2 separate regions of the Zea mays genome follow, and region 1 is linked to region 2. A link is a contact called in public Hi-C data. All regions are on one chromosome and are shown on one strand. The core of a region is the stretch at or near the end of the contact, and the rest is flanking DNA. Distances in the headings are between cores, read along the strand shown. Region 1 holds the start of LOC103630718. Region 2 holds the start of LOC100283736.

Region 1 (4,739 bases), core at 1,552-4,051, 770 kb after region 2:
CATCAAAGGGGTAGCCATCAGAATAGTTGTAAACTGCCTCGTCTTGAAACACTTTCAGGTCAACCCAGGAACTGGTATATTTTGAAGCATATGTGCTTGGACCAGGGATGTCCTGAACCCAACCACTCTGAATTTATTTACACAAAAGAGTTTGTCTGAGCTTGCATCGTATAAAAGCAGATAATATAAGAATAAGATATAAGGGAATTTACCTTGGCATGCTTTGAGCAATCCATGGGACATACAGCAGTTTGCTTATTCTTTTCCACCTGTGCTTTATCACCAATAAGTATGACTCCATCAGGATCATCATCATCGATTTCAATCACTTCTTGCGGTACAACCTATTGTTCAAGCAAGCACAAATTTCAGAAGCAAATTCATCAAATAGCAAACAACACTCTTTTGATACAGTATAATTGTAACATAACATGCTCAGAAGCTATTAATTTGCCATAATAAAACAAGAGCATTTGTTTGTCTCAATTTTGACATTCGCCTGCGTACCTAAAGAACATAAAGTATGCCCACATAATGATTTATGAAGATAATTCTGACAGTTTTAAAAAGGATATGAGAACATAAAATGGAACAAACCAGCAGCTAACAACTTTTCACCTCATATGCACTTGACAAATGCCACTGCCATTGTCAATTCGTTATTATGTCAACTGCACCATGCCTATGTCTATCAGACCATGACAGGATGCGCCTATTACTATTATTCAACACTTGGTAGACAAAACAAAAAAGACACAAAATGAAATAAACACAGAAGAGTTCTGCATAAACCAATGTGTGGTAAACTGGATTTTGGAGGGCTAAATAGTAAAATCATGGGCTTAAAGTTAAAGGTAGACCGTAGACCTCCAGATAATTTCTTTTTTCTGCAATCTTTCTAAACAGAATGCAATGCAGAGAAACCAGGAGGGGGGGGGGCATAGATGTAGTTGTGAGATGTGTGCACAATGCATATGGTATATGCATTTATTTAAGAAATGGCTTCATACAACTTTATGGGAAAAAAACTATTCGAGGAATGGCAAGATTACTTGGGCATCATTAAAAATTATGAAATGCTTTCAGCACTTTTACTTAGGAGGTGCATTTGTCTTCTGCAAAAGAAATCTTTGGTGGCAATATATATCTAAAGGTGCATATCAGCATATGTGCAGATGTAGGGGCAGGGGGCTGGGCAGCATGGTTCTTAAGGCGGTAAGGCGAGATAAGGCGCTGGACCACCGCCTAGACGCCTAGGCGACGCCTTATCAACCTGAGGATCAGCAAAACAGTGCCATGGAGGAGGAAGAAAAAGAAAAAAAAGGAGAAGGAAGGGGTAGGAGGCCCAGCCCACCAGCCAGCCCATATAGTCCTTCCTCTGGCAACCCTAGGTTGCCTCTCTCCCCCACCATTCAGCTGTTGCTGCCCCCGATTGAGCCGCCGCCACCACAGATTCGCCGTCGCCGCCTCAGATTCACCGCCGCCGCCAACGATTTGGACGCTGCCGCCAACGATTCAGCCTCCGCCGCCCTGGATTTGGCCTCCGCTGCTCCCGATTCGGCGCTGCCACCCCGAAACGGCGGCGCCCCTTTCCCTTCCCCTCTGCCCTATACCCTCTTGCTGATTCTTACCTAGGCGACGGGGACGCCTTGGATCGTTCGGGCGCCTGGACGCCTAGGCGACACCTTTAAAATAAGGCTGGGCAGGATTATGACATTCACAATAGAATTCACTCGTTTGTCAGTGTAACATATTAAAAATAAGAGGGCTACAGTGATTACAAAAAAAAAGGAAAATCTAACATCTGTTGGATGATGAAGACTGTCATAAGTTGACAAAAAGGATCAAGGACCTGATGAATCAAATGAAGATGCAAGGGGAACCAAACTAATGTTATTAGAAGTTTAGTATTCTTATGTGTGCATCGTCATGATGTAATTCTTCTTTCTCATGCTGATTCTTCTCTAAGAAACTAAGATTTCTGTTTTCCATGAATCCCCGTGATGTAACATCTTATTTGTTCTGTTCTGTTTTTTTTTTTCTGCTAGAGAACAGACCACATTTTTTTAAATACCATTTGTTCATACTTCCATGGTTGACCAATACACCAATAAGATGATTGCCAAATGAACACTTCAAAACACATCACATTTTTTTGTTCAAATACATGGCACATGAATTAACTTATCAACTGCAACCTGCCATCATATAACCACCAGGCCTTATCAGAATTCACCGTTTCCCCGGCACGGATTTTTTTTTTTAAAAAAAACAATCATACCAATCCCAAGGAATCCAAGGAGAAGGAGGCGAATTGGACATCACCTGGCTCCGCTTCCTCTTGTGGTGGCCGGAGGCCCACCCTGCAGCCGCGGCGGTTGCCGGAGACACCTCGACCACGTCGGGGTCATCGAACGAAGAGCTGCCCGCGCAGAGGCAATTCCTGCGACGGGTACCAGATCGGCGGGGCGGCAAGTCCGCATCAGAATCAGAATTGAAGGGGGGCGAGACGGGAGGAGATAAGGGGCCAAATAAGCCTTTGGTCTAAAAAAAAGGACGAGGGGCCAAATAGATCGGCGACGAGAATGACTCACTTGGAGGCGCGGGTCGCCATCGGGGCGCAGCAATGCGATCGCCGTCGATGGGCACGGCAGGCGGTCGGCGCTAGGGTTCCGGCGAGGTGGGTGGGGGAGGAGGAGGAGGGTGGTCGTCTGGGGGGATGAGTGCGGCGGCGTCGGAGACTGAGAGGAGAAAAACGAAATTTTATACTGAAAAAATGGTTTTTTCGTAGAGGAAAGAAGGACCGACCCGAAAAGCCGTTCAGATTTTTGGAATTTATTTTAAGGCTCGGTGCGTGGTGGGCCCTAGGCTCTCTCGGCTTTCTGCATTCCAGTTCAGGAAATCAGCTCGCACGGGGTCTGCTTCAGTATCTGGACACCTGACTGACCTTGGGAGGCTGGCTCGTGGGCCCTGGCCTACTCACATGTGGTGTGGTGGGTGAATAATAATATCAGTTCTGTTTGTTTAATCTGCAGCGACCTTTTGTAAAAACACTGTTACTACGCTTTTGATCTAAAAAGTTAATATCAGTTTTTCGATGGTGTTATTAGCTTTATAAACTCGGTAAGCTGTAAAAACCCCTGAAAACCAGGCTTTTCAATTTTCTATATAAATTCACCTTTTCTGAGCTCCTGAATTTACAGAAGCTAAATAAAAAAAGCGACATACTTGTTTTGGCTTAGAGCTTTCCCAAATATCCACCCAAAACAATCATGCATAACCACGCGTGTTCTCTATCTCTAAGGCTAATCCAATTAGCAGACGGTTATCGATGCAATCTATCCGCACCGCCAGTACAACTGTTGTAGAATATTTTATTTTATAGATGCTAGAAGTGATTTGTAAAGGCTGCAGTACCTATTACGTACGTATAACGTAAACAATGTGGGGTTATCGGTTAGACCATCTCCAACAGTTTAATTATACTCATACTTATATTCAAACTACATTGTATAAACAATACAATCTACAAAACGATACAAAACAATGTTTATACATTAGTTCACACATATGGTCACTAAAAACAACTTTTGCAGTATTTTGTATTGTAGATTGTATTATTTGTAGAGTGTAGTCTCTACTATATTAAAGTATTAGTTTCAACGGTCGTCACACGTCATCTTTTTTACAAAGAACTCCTTATATTTCTTCAAAATCAACCTGCGGTCTCATATCATATCACATCTCTATCCTATTTGTTCACACAGCGTTCTCGAGGCTGTCGCTCTAGCAACAAACTCCGTCCATTTCGCAACAACCTCTGTACGCTTTTTTCCATCGTTGCATATTGAATTTTAAGTGAAACCAACTATGCAATTGAAAATAAGTACAAGGCTCTGTAAAAGCGGAAAATGTTTTTATTATTTGATATGATACTCTAAAGGCAATAGTAAGTATATATTTCAGTAAGCATGTTAAGTATTAGAGGATAAACTTGTTGTAGTTGGTATTTCGGGAATGATCTTGTTGGTGTACTTGTGCTTTTCTACGTCTTGCTAAATTTGGAGAAAACTGTTAAGCCATCACCATAAATGAATTTGCATGTGTTACATATGGAATCTCAATGATGATTTTGGTTAGGGCATCGGATCTACACCATCCTCTCGCTCCCAAGTCATAAGCCAAAACACAGGCTATAATTTAACTCGAGTAAAGGGGTTCCTTTTCAACTTATTTTTCGGTCTTTTGGCTAAGATCAAGTGTAATATTTGTTTTACGAGTTCAATATATGGTATATGAACAATATGTTCAATTTGACATTAAATTTATTTATTATAATATTTTTATGTGGAGGGTCTATTAAGACTCTCAAGTGTCGCTTAGAGCATCTCCAACAATGCCTCAAACTAGTGCCTCAAATTTAAATATAGGGCTCTACAAAAAAAACTACTCCAACAGTGCCCTATTTCATAAATTTTTGTCAAAAAACTATAGGGCACCCTCTCAAGTGACTCAAATATACTACACCGTAGTGGACTGCCCTATAATCTAGATTTAGCGTTTTACTGTTGGAGCGGAGTGTTTTGTTGGTGCCCTAAATTCTATAAAATATACTTATTTTTAAAATATATGGCATTTTTATAGGTCACGTGGTTGGAGATGCTCTTAGTCACTCAATGAATATCATTAAATATGGTTAGGTACCGTTGCAACGCACGGTTATTAGACTAGTTTGAATA
Region 2 (5,324 bases), core at 2,171-4,670:
GATCCAACGGTTCTAACACCTCTCCCCCGTTCATCTCACCAGGGCCGTTTATTATGAGATCAACAGTCCTGGCCCCTCTTCTTTCTCCCGCTCAACTCGGCAAGCCGAGTGCCTCGACGGGGAAATCCCACGGCGGCACGCAAATTGCCGACGAGCCCCACGGCCCAATCAAAATTGAACAATCCCAGCGCTAATTAGAACCTAAGCGAACACAGGGGATCAAGCACATACCCGGAATTCGCAACAAGATGGCCGGTCCACGGTGTTGCACGGCGCGACGGCGAGTGCCTAGTCCGATGAGCAAATGTGCTAGAGCCGCGACACCAACGAAGAAACTAGCGGCTGCCGAAGCTTCAAGGGGTCACGACGCAACACAGGAATGCACCACGGATTGCCCGGTGCCCGCGGTTCACGTGATCGACGGTGGCGGACTCGTGTCTCCCCCGACGAGCTCGGTGTGCTGGCGGCTGAGACTAAACGATGGAGAGAAGGGGATAGGGGAGAACTCGGCTCAGCCCCGCGGTCATATAGGCCGCCAGGTTCGATACTGGAGCGCGCGTCGCCTGGGAATATCGCGCAGGTGGTTGAGCAGGAGCCGTTCGGCCATGGTGTGGCGAGGGCTGACAGATTGGCCTCACACGCCAGAGACGCGAACTCCACGCAAGCGTGGGAGAATGCCCTGGCGAGTGGGCCCCGCGTGGAAGTGAAGTGCAAGCGCGCGCGTGGAGAAAGCCGGGCCGCGCGAGTAGGGAATAAGGAACTGGGCCGCGCGTGGGTAGGGTTAGGTGGGCTGGCTTCAGAAGATTGAGCCCACGCGACTACTTCTTTATTCTTTTCTTTATCCTTTTCTGTTTTGTTTTATCTCTTCTTTCCAAATTCCAAGCTTCAAACTAATTTAAACTTTGTGGCATAATTGTATACAGACTAATTATGAATTTTGGTCATACAAAATGTGGTGAAGCCGTGTAATTAAAATTTCTAATTTGTATTGTATAATATTTATTTCTTTCCTCTCTTTTCCCCAATTTCTAGGGTTTTCTTTTTATCTCTTCTCCTTTCTTTTCTATTTTTTTAAACCCTAATCTCCATCTAAGATTCTATTCAATTTCCTTATCATCATATTTTGATTAATAATGTTGCTATTATTATTATATGCACAACAACAAAACTCCAGCATGATGCACTTTTATTGGGGAATTATTTATTTTAATCATGTCTCATAATAGTTCTATGAAGGAGAAGACATTACGCTAATTTTATTCCTCTCTTTTATATCCCCAAGTTGGGTATTACAATGAAACATGTGATTCAAAATACCACTGTGCCCAATTCGAAAATGTAACCATAACCACCTAGATTAATAAGTCAGGCTAAAATAAGTAACATTGTTGCTCCCTAGTTATTGGAAAGCCATCTATCAAACTGAACCTCATGTGTAGTCAGACTCAAGATCCTTCTAGTTTTGACTTTCATTTATGTTTGAATAACTGCCTGATGTCATTTCTCTCTTTAACTTTACATAAAACATACAGATGGAAACTTTGATGATGAGTACTTTAAGGGGACAGAAGAATCTAATCAGTTCCGTCGGGAATATGAGATGCGCAGAATGAAACAGGTAAATTCACTGAGCCACTTTCCTCCTTTCTGTTTCATATTCTCTTGCTACTGGATGCATTTCCTCTCAATTTGTCATATGGTGTAACTTGTCTTTGGCAATAAAATTGTGCAGGATGAAGGTTTGGACGTTATTGGTGAAGGACTGGAAACTTTGAAAAACATGGCATCTGATATGAATGAGGTTGTTTGCTGCACTTGATTTTTTTATATGGTAATTTTAGTAAGTTAAGGACAACTAACTGACTAACTGAGTAACTGCGATCTTCAGGAATTGGACAGACAAGTCCCTCTGATGGACGAAATGGATGATAAGGTCTGTTATCTGGCAGCCATTAGTTTTCGTTGGCTCCCAGAAATTGTCTAGCAACTCTTATTTTGCTACATAATGATGATTGTAGGTGGATAGAGCCAATGCAGATTTGAAGAATACCAACGTGAGACTGAAGGAGACTGTTCTTCAAGTAAGAACTTAGCACTTCCGTTCTACACTTGCTAACTAATGCTTGAGTAGTTTGGTGACCTCGTACCATTTGTTTTTCACATTGACTTGTTACCAGCTTAGATCAAGTCGCAACTTTTGCATCGACATCATCCTTCTGTGTGTCATTCTTGGTATTGCGGCCTACCTTTACAAGTAAGTAATATCCAGTTTAATTTCCTGAAGGACACCAGGGTATGCCTGAGTACCACTATTAGGGCATGTACAACCCACATAAATGCTCTGTATCTTATGGGGTATCAAGGGGGTAAGTGCAAAAAAACACAAGAGACGGTATTTTAGTGAAGGAACGTCTCTAGCACGGTTCTGAGTTCTCTAAGTCTAGATACGGTTCTATTAGAGCTTGTTCGTTTCACCGTTAAGCCATATGGATGGAGTGGTATTAAACCGGTTTAAATCCATATCAAGTTAAAATACATCTCAATCCATTCTAATACAGCCCAATTCATATGGAATTAGAATAACCGAACAAGACCTAAATGAGTCGTATCTTGAGGGGTTATAGTAATTAAAATAAAGACTTAGATACATTGGGTTGTACGAAGGGGTTTCTTAGTTATATTTAGTATTTGGGGAACCACAATATAGAATCGATGTTGTACATGCCCTATGGCCATTCTGACATTTTCTTTAGTTTACTTTGTTGCAGCACGATATTTCCTTCGATGTATGTACGGCACATAATATTGCTCTCTGTTTGTGGTGTGCAGTGTTCTAAAAAAGTGAGGTGGAGTCTTCTTGCCTTGGAACCGCTCATGTCGTGGTCCCTTTGTCACCATGGTTCTACCCAGTTCTTTGAGCGATTTGTGTGCACCAAGCCATTTGTTTTGTCTTATATCTGTATTATTATGGTGTCCAAGTTGAACCTTGACTAGGCTTGTTGAAGAGAACGCTGGTAACATGTTTGCTATATATCTGGGGAGTCGATTTCGTAGCGAGGAATGATTACACGGCACCATTCTTATCGTCTTATCGAACCACGGGCTCATGTATATTCATTCCGTCAGGGCTTTGTCTCCATTGTTTCTGTTGAATCAGTCTTGGTACCAAGAGCGGCGCTAGTGAGCAATCAACGATGACTGCTACTTCTTTAGCCTAATGCCTAACGAATGTGATCGCAGCTGCTTATCAGGAAAGATATATGTAGAAAGTCCATTTTTAGGAGAATTCTGTGCGATTCCTCAAAATTTTGAGAATATTACCACCGTCTAATTAAGGCTCTCGTGCAAATTAGGAAATTAGAGTTCGCTTTTGTAGTTCAGTTTCGACAGTCGTCGTCCCCTCTACTCTCTCGGCTTCCGCAGACCCCAGCTTCTCTGGCCCTCTCACTCCAAACATCGGGCTCCAGGCCGTCTCCCGCCAACCCAAATTCGCTTCCCGCCGCTCCCCATTAAACCCGCTTGAAAGGTCGCGCCCTCGAGCAGAGCAACCCCTGACCACAAATCCGATCCGCAGCCGCCGTGCCTCGCTTTCGTCTTTTCCCCTCTGCTCGAGTACGAGCGGCTACTCCCGGCGGCTGCGGCGGCGGCGATGAGCGCGGTGAACATCACCAACGTGGCGGTGCTGGATAACCCCACCGCCTTCCTCAATCCCTTCCAATTTGAGATCTCCTACGAGTGCCTCGTGCCCCTCGACGACGGTACGGATCACCTCCCTCCTTTTTTCTATGGCCCCGTGGTGCGTGGCGGCGGGCTAGGGTTTCGTGCGTCGTGAGATCGGTGGGTGTCGCTTTGGATGCAGTGTGAATACCGGGCTATGGGGGTGGGTTTTGCAACCTCTGCAGGATGACATCAGGAGGGTATGGGAGTTGAGTCGAGCGCTGCTACATCGGTTGCATTCCTGTGCGGCAGTACTAGCATAGATGCGGATGCCATTGTTGTCGAGGCTACCATTGTTCGAGGCTACCACTGTTCTTGTTCGGTGGTGCATGTTGCATTCCTGATTCCTGTAATGGAGTACGTTTTTGGATGTTAGGCGATTGGCGGATCCATGAATGATTAGAAACACTTAGCAATTTTTACATACAGCTAATTGTTGGTTCACAAACAATTAAGAAGGGTTACATGGAATTTGGTGTGTGTGTGGATTGGGGGTTGAACTGTCAGCGCTCCTGTTCTACAGCTCACCTTGTTTGTATGCTCGTGACGGTTAACTTCTATTAACCATATTCCGGCCTTTATGTAACAATTGGCATAAGAATGCAGCATAATTTCCACTATGCTGTTATGTACCATGTGATTCTTGATCATATATTCTACCCTCCATTACTAGTATCTAGATATCAGAATGTCAAATGACTTGAACCTATTTGCTTAGCGGGTCATTGAGTTGTATACTTGTATTGTCAAAATCTGGCTGCCACATTCTATAGTTGTGCAAGAAATTCCATGCACACACGTGTCATGCGTGGATGGCTGCCTACAATCTAGCATTAGTTGTGCTTGAAGATGATTATAATTGAATGTGCAATGGATAAATATCATGTTATTCGTATCTTGTACCTATAAGGGATACATATGTACTTGTGCTATAGCTGTAGCTGATGATACAAATGTATAATTTTGCTGTTGGACTTAACACAAGTGGAGTTCTATTTGAGTTTTTTTAAAATCTTGTACCCCCTGTTTGAAATTGGTAGCATGAATATTGCTTGTATTCTACTGAATATCAAGAGGGTTGTGGTGCTGAAATTGCTGGTGAGGGATTGCTAATCCCAATATCTGGACCATAGTGTCCATGCAGGGACATCAGTGGGATGTGGAGGTGGCCTAGGGCCTGTTTGGTTCAGCTTTTTTCTGACCAGCTTTTCCGAGAATCTAGCTGTGGGGAGAATCTGGCTGTGTAGAGAATCTGAGTATCATTAGGATTACGTGCTGAGGAAGATAAAGTTGTCCATGAAGCTCAGGATCTATAAAGTGACAGATTACTACTATTGCGATGACTCAACCGATTATATGTTTATGTTGATTTTAAATGGTTTTTACCCAAACGAATTTTATAGAAGCTGACTGAAAAGCTGAGTGTTTGGCAGTCCGCAGCAGCTTTTGGTGGCCAAAAGCTGCGAAAAGCCAAAACAAACTGGCCGCTAGTCTGCTGCTGGGCCTGCTTGAACGACGTCAATAGGAAGGGCTGAAGGGCGTGTTTGGTGAAGTGGGCTTGGGCAGTAGGGCTTGCTGTTACGCAGCCTGGGGAACGTGTGCACACA

Evidence for each region. A called contact is a pair of places that touch in the nucleus more often than the background predicts.
Region 1: a Hi-C map of tassel shows a contact between it and region 2, with 2.2 times the contacts expected there. The contact joins the promoter of LOC103630718 here to the promoter of LOC100283736 in region 2. A contact is called at or near these places in 2 of 25 Hi-C or Micro-C datasets (ear and tassel).

Annotation. Positions count from the first base shown.
Region 1 is chr6:175,324,120-175,328,858 of Zm-B73-REFERENCE-NAM-5.0, forward strand. It overlaps LOC103630718, which reads right to left and starts at 2,802. Exons shown (of 8, transcript NM_001310314.1): 1 at 2,595-2,802; 2 at 2,326-2,443; 3 at 213-344; 4 at 1-127. The coding sequence starts at 2,614. It also overlaps the pseudogene LOC111589705.
Region 2 is chr6:174,550,331-174,555,654 of Zm-B73-REFERENCE-NAM-5.0, forward strand. It overlaps LOC100283736, which reads left to right and starts at 3,421. Exons shown (of 3, transcript NM_001156635.2): 1 at 3,421-3,758. The coding sequence starts at 3,650. It overlaps LOC100283631, which reads left to right. Exons shown (of 9, transcript NM_001156532.2): 4 at 1,533-1,618; 5 at 1,733-1,801; 6 at 1,889-1,933; 7 at 2,019-2,081; 8 at 2,178-2,254; 9 at 2,830-3,330. The coding sequence ends at 2,845.